2 separate regions of the Ovis aries genome follow, and region 2 is linked to region 1. A link is a contact called in public Hi-C data. All regions are on one chromosome and are shown on one strand. The core of a region is the stretch at or near the end of the contact, and the rest is flanking DNA. Distances in the headings are between cores, read along the strand shown. Region 1 holds the start of CORO2B (coronin 2B). Region 2 overlaps CORO2B (coronin 2B).

Region 1 (2,700 bases), core at 129-2,628:
TTAGCCAGAAGCTCATGAAAACAAGACCAGACGCTGGGACTCAAATGCAACATGGGCACCCGTGGGGGCTGGAGTTGTCAGGGGTTTGGCAAGGAGATGGGACCGTGAGAGGCAGAGAGAGTCTAGATCAGTGCAGAAGAATGAGGAGGGCATTCTTGGGAGGGGAGTAATGTGGTAAAAGCATGAGGTCCAACGTGGGAACACATTGAGGAAGAGTCTGCACAAATCAGATGCCTGAGGCTTGTGACATCATGTGCTACCCAAGAGACTGAGTCAGGCATTTAAACTTCTCGTGGCTGAAAACAGGACTACTAACTGTCCAGCTCCCTCCCAAGGGTGAAGCTCAAATAAGGCAGCAGGTATGAGTAGCCCTGGAATTCACAGCTCCAAAGCACAATGCTGTGCTCAGTTGAAAATGACTTCTGTTTAAGTGTTGGCTTTGTCACTGTGTGATCTTGGGGAGGTCCCCGCCCCTCTCTGAGACTGTTCACTCATCAGCAAACCGAGAATGGTCATTCCTTACTCATACTATTGCGTTAGGGATCACAGGAGAAAATGTAAATAAAAGTAGCAGGATGATCCACAAAGAGCTCTACAGATGCCGATTATTATTGCTGCTCTAAACTGTGGGCTCGGTGAAGGCAGGCATCCGATCTCCTCTCTGTTCCTCCAGCGCCTTCTACAGAGCAGGTGCGCATTCCTTTGTGGAGAACGTCGTGTATTTGATTGAATTGTATAATCGCCAGGAGCAGAAAACGAACACTTCCGGGCGTAGGGGGAGGTTGTGATGCGTGGCAGATCCGCCCGCCTCCATCTCCGCTAATCCTCCCCTCCTCAGTTTCAGTAGTTTGGGATCTGCCGAAACTGGTTCTGCTCAGGTGATCAGGAGGAGGACTTCTTTCAGAAGACTTGCGGGGACACCTTCAGGTGGTTGTACCTCAAGTCCCTGAAGCAGCTCCAGAGTATGGTGGGAGGGAACCAGGTCAGGATTAGTTCACCGCAGAGGACGCACCTGTGTTCCCCCAGAGCGCGCTAAGCCCGAGGGTCGTACGGACACACCTGGGGCTAGGCTCGCCTGTCTCTAGAACGCAGCTTTTATAACCCGGGCTTCGGTACAGAGCTCAGAGCTCGCGGCGACGTGGACAGAGCGGGCTCCCAGAGAAATGCCAGCCCGGCTGCACGCCAGTTGTCTCAGTCACTTCCGACCCTGACCCTCAGTTTCCTCCTCTGTAAAACTGGCTACGAGCCCCCGCTGCGGGAACGAGACTGAAACGGGTGCTGGGGCCGCCTCATCCTGCGCCCCTCGGTGCCGGGGTCTGCGCGAGGCAGGGGTGCAGGCTGAGTCCCGGCGGGCGGCTGCCACGCCCCTCTCAGCCAGCCGCTCGGCCCTCCCCGCCCGCCTGCCGACTCTGCGAACCTCCAGGGGGCGAGCCTGGCGGTCGTTTCGGCCCGCGCGGCGCCTCGGCCATCGAGCGTGTGACTTCGCCAGCGGCCCGGGGCCAACGGGGCACGCAGAGCCTGGGTCGCCGCCCATCCCCCGCCCTAGCTGGCAGGTGCCAGGACCCAGCCTCGCCCGGCGCCTGAAGGGGTTAAGGCCGCGGGCCTGGGCCCCGGCCCCGGGCTTGGCGAGCCGCTGTGCCCGGCGGCCGCGACCGATCCCGGAGGCGCGGGGCACGGCGGCTGGCGGGCGGGCGTGCGTTTCCTCCTCCTTCCGCCTCCTCCTTTGTAGCGAGTTCCCGGCCCCTCTTCCTCCCCCCGCCCCCCAGCCTGGGCCCTCTCCCTCGCTCCCTTTCTTCCTGCCTCGCCTTCCTGCGGCGAAGGAGGCTCATCTATTATAAATGCACATTCGGGGCTGACATCAGCGACGAGCGGCGGGCGAGCGCTGACGAGCGGTCCCTGCGCGCTGCCCGCCCGGAGCGCGGCCCCCAGGCTCGGCTGAGCCTCCCGCGGGGCGCGGGGAGCGCGCGGAGCCGCTCCGGAACCCCTTCCAGCCGCCGCCCGGAGCCCCCGGGCGGACCCCGGCCGCCGCCCCCGCACGCCGCGCCCGCGGCCCCGCACCGCCCCGGAGTTTCTGCATGACCGTCACAAAGGTAGGCGCCCCTGGCCCGCCGCGCCCGGGACCCGCCGGCGCTGGGAGCCCCGGGCCTGGGCTGCGGAGGGCGCGGGGATGTGGGCGTGGAGGGGGGGCGCTGGGTCGGGAAGGTGTGCCTCTCTCGCTGCCGCAGTCGCTCGAGCCCCTCGGCCCCCAGGACTGCGGAGGGAAGTGGGAGGATATCGCTTTGGCAGTAACTGTCGTTTGGGCAGGATCCCTCTCGCCGGCTCAACTCCAGGACTGCATTTTTAACCCTCGTTTAGGATGCTGCATTTTTAACCCCAGGAGAACAGTGTCGGGGGGCTCAGTGGTGTCCCCCCTCCTCCCCGTTGGAGCGCACCGCGGGGAGTGTCGCTGGCACGGACCGACGCTGGGCAGTGGGTGTGGGAATGGACTTGCCGCCCTGAGGAGGCCCGCAGAGGTGAAAGCCCACCCCACCTGCCGGCCTCTGCTGCCCATCCCAGGAACTCGGGCCTGACTTCAAAAGCAGTCTGTGGGCGCTCCCCAATCCCGGGAGTTGCTACCAGGGATGGGAAAGATTCTGGAGTGGCCAACTTGAAGATGTGGGGAAGAGCTGTGGCGGGGTAAGGAGGGGCGGCGCTCATTCT
Region 2 (2,700 bases), core at 193-2,692, 40 kb after region 1:
GTCCATGTGCCACAACCACTGGGCCCACGCTCTAGAGCCTGTGAGCTGCAACTCCTGAAGCTGGCGTGCCTAGAACCTGTGCTCTGCAACGAGAGAAGCCACTGCAGGGAGAAGCCCGCGCAACACAATGAAGAGTAGCCCCCGCCTGCTTCTACTGGAGAAAGCCCAGTCCCAGTGATGAAGGCCCTAGGCAACCAAAAGTGAAACATATATTTTTTAAAAAAGCGTCATCTGTGGCCCACCTACACGGGAGTCTCTTAGGTGCCTATTCAAATGCAAATTCCTGGCCTCTCATCTAGACCTCCTGGATGGGAATTTCTGGAGTGGGCCTTAGAATAAGCATCTCTGTGCTAGTGAGATCCTCTGAACACATCTTTAATGTGTTTGCCTGGTGGTTCAAAAGGGAATCTTCCGGATCTTTATTGCTAAGGCAGATATATGTATAGTTCCCCAGTTCTGCTTACATAGAGCTAACTGCATGTGGATTTATCCTACTTAAATATCCTGCAAGAGGAAGGGTGCTGTTCCATCACATAAAATTGTGCAAGGCCTTTTTTAGGAAGTAGCGGGTGATTCATCATGCCTCCCTCTTATCCTCTCTTATCCCCGGTTGTTTCCCACTGATGCTTGGGCGTGGGTACGTGTGGGGCCTCTGGAGCAGCCAAGATCCAGGAGCCCAAGACCTCAAGGAGCACGCTATACCCTGAGAGTGGCAATGCCTGCTGGAGAAACCCACTTAAAACAGGAACATGGCGACCAAGACAAGGAGGGCTCCTAGACGGCTCTCCACCGGCCACGGGGAGAAACAGCCAAGGCTCAGAGCCAAGGATGCGGCTGCCCTGGAAAGTGGCTGGGAGGATTTCAGGACAGCCACCCCCACCCCCGGGGCCCTCTGAGGGCAGCCTTCTTCTCCATCCCTGCCCTGAGTGCTGGGGGAGGGGCCGGTCCCAGGGCCCCAGTGGGCCTTTATCCGCTGCCCTCAGCTCTGACTGGAGCACATTGTGTCCTGGCTGTGCCCCTCACAACCTCTTAGTGACGGGCCTGTTGTCCAAGATGGGCCCGCGGCTGGTCCAGGCCTGTGCCCATGTATTATGCATCAGCCGCTCAGACAAAGCTTCTGTGTGTGGGAGCTGGGTGGGGTGGGGGCTCGGCCCCCGACAGAGTCCTGTTTACCAGGCACTGGATGGCCGGAGGAGGGGATGGTGGGGGTGCTGGGTGCAGGAGGTGAGCTCTGCAGCGGGGCCTCTGAGAGCAGAGGGGTGAGCGTCGCGGGTGCCAGGCAGGCCTTCCTGACCGAGGTGGGAGGGGAACGATAGCCCACTGCGAGTTCAGCGCAGTCAGGGGAACGGTCCCCCTCCCTCCAGCTCCCAGGGCTCCCAGACCTGTTCAGAACTCACTGTTTGTTCATTAATAGAGGCTCTCTGGCTAACCCTGGCTCCAGCCAGCCAGTAATTCCCTGAGGCACCTATGATGTGGCCGGGCACCCAAGGAACAGGACTGACATGGACCTTCCTAACCTGAGTTGACAGAAAATCAGTCATTCCCCCTGGACAGAGAACCTCTTGGGAGTGCAGGGGTGTCTTGCTCTTCTGAAGCCCCTAACCTGAGGACCTGGCAGCCACACAGTAAATGCCTGTGGAATGAGAAAGGGTGTTTTTGAGGCATAATGGGTCCATTCCTGAGTCAGAGGCCATGGTCAAGCTCGGAGCAGCAGCAGAGGGAAGATGCATAGCCTTCCTTCCTAGGTGCTCCTGCCTGACGGAACCTGCCTGATGAAAGACAGGCTTCCCCCAGAGGAGGAGGGTGGGGGAGGCTGCCACTTATAGAGCCCGTCTGCGGACCAGACACGCAGCTGATTGACACGTAGGCTCACCGCCTCCCTGCACCCAGCAGCCCGGGCAGCAAACCCTTTCCTCCCCTCTGTGCTGAAGAACCCGTCTCTCACTGCCCTGCACCCTGCCTGGAGCGCATCGTGTCCTGCTTCGGACTGGTCAAGCATCGCGCTCTGGTGTAGAACCTACGGGCCAGGGACTGACCCTGGAGCTTGCGCTTTGGTACCAAACAGTATGGTCATGGGCCCCACATGATTGCTGTTGGGGACATGACTAATCAGAATTCTTTCAAAAGAATATTCATGCCTCTTGTCTACTCCCTGCCCCCCACCCAGTTTCTGATACACATTTTTTAGGGAGAGGAGGGTTTAGAATCTTGGGCAGGATGTATGTAGCCTGAAAAAGCTCTCAGTTGTCCTAGTTCCTTCTCAGACAGGCATTTAGCCTTTTTTCTGTGTTATTTATAGGTCTCAAAATTGTATTGTGAGTCCCACAGAAGAGAAGTCTTTGCTCAAGGTCACCAGCCCCCACCAGGGTCTCTTGCTGCCTGGCCCGCTGACCTTTCTGCCATGCCACACTCCCTTAAAAGCCGGTGGCTGCCCTGGATCTTGGATCAAATGCCTGCTGGAAGCCATGAGCAGTTATGAGAATCTTCCAGGCTGCAGCCCGAGTGATTCTGACAGGCCTTGGGTGCAGGCGTCGGCACGTGGATGCTGACACGCACCAGGAGACCCACAGCACCATCGTTCATGAGAGCCCTGGGGCGTGGGCGTCTGGGCCCAGTGGCCCAAGGTCAGGGTCTTCCCTCCTGGTGCTCACGGTCTCAGGGGAAAGACGTGCAAGGAGGGACTGCACAGCGTGCTGAAGT

Evidence for each region. A called contact is a pair of places that touch in the nucleus more often than the background predicts.
Region 2: a contact with region 1 is called in a Hi-C map of hypothalamus, with 3 times the contacts expected there. The contact joins the enhancer-like site here to the promoter of CORO2B in region 1. A contact is called at or near these places in 3 of 16 Hi-C or Micro-C datasets (hypothalamus, muscle and omental adipose tissue).

What each region holds. Positions count from the first base shown.
Region 1 is chr7:15,383,034-15,385,733 of ARS-UI_Ramb_v3.0, forward strand. CORO2B (coronin 2B) reads left to right here and starts at 1,379. Exons shown (of 12, transcript XM_004010265.6): 1 at 1,379-2,090. The coding sequence starts at 2,076.
Region 2 is chr7:15,423,234-15,425,933 of ARS-UI_Ramb_v3.0, forward strand. The region is part of intron 1 of CORO2B (coronin 2B); the gene reads left to right. Among named protein-coding and RNA genes, the nearest start is that of CORO2B, 40 kb to the left of the region's middle. Within about 2 kb of position 1,443, at least 12 of the 54 cell types and tissues checked have an H3K27ac peak or open chromatin away from gene starts, as enhancers often do. A contact at or near this core is called in hypothalamus, where this site is marked.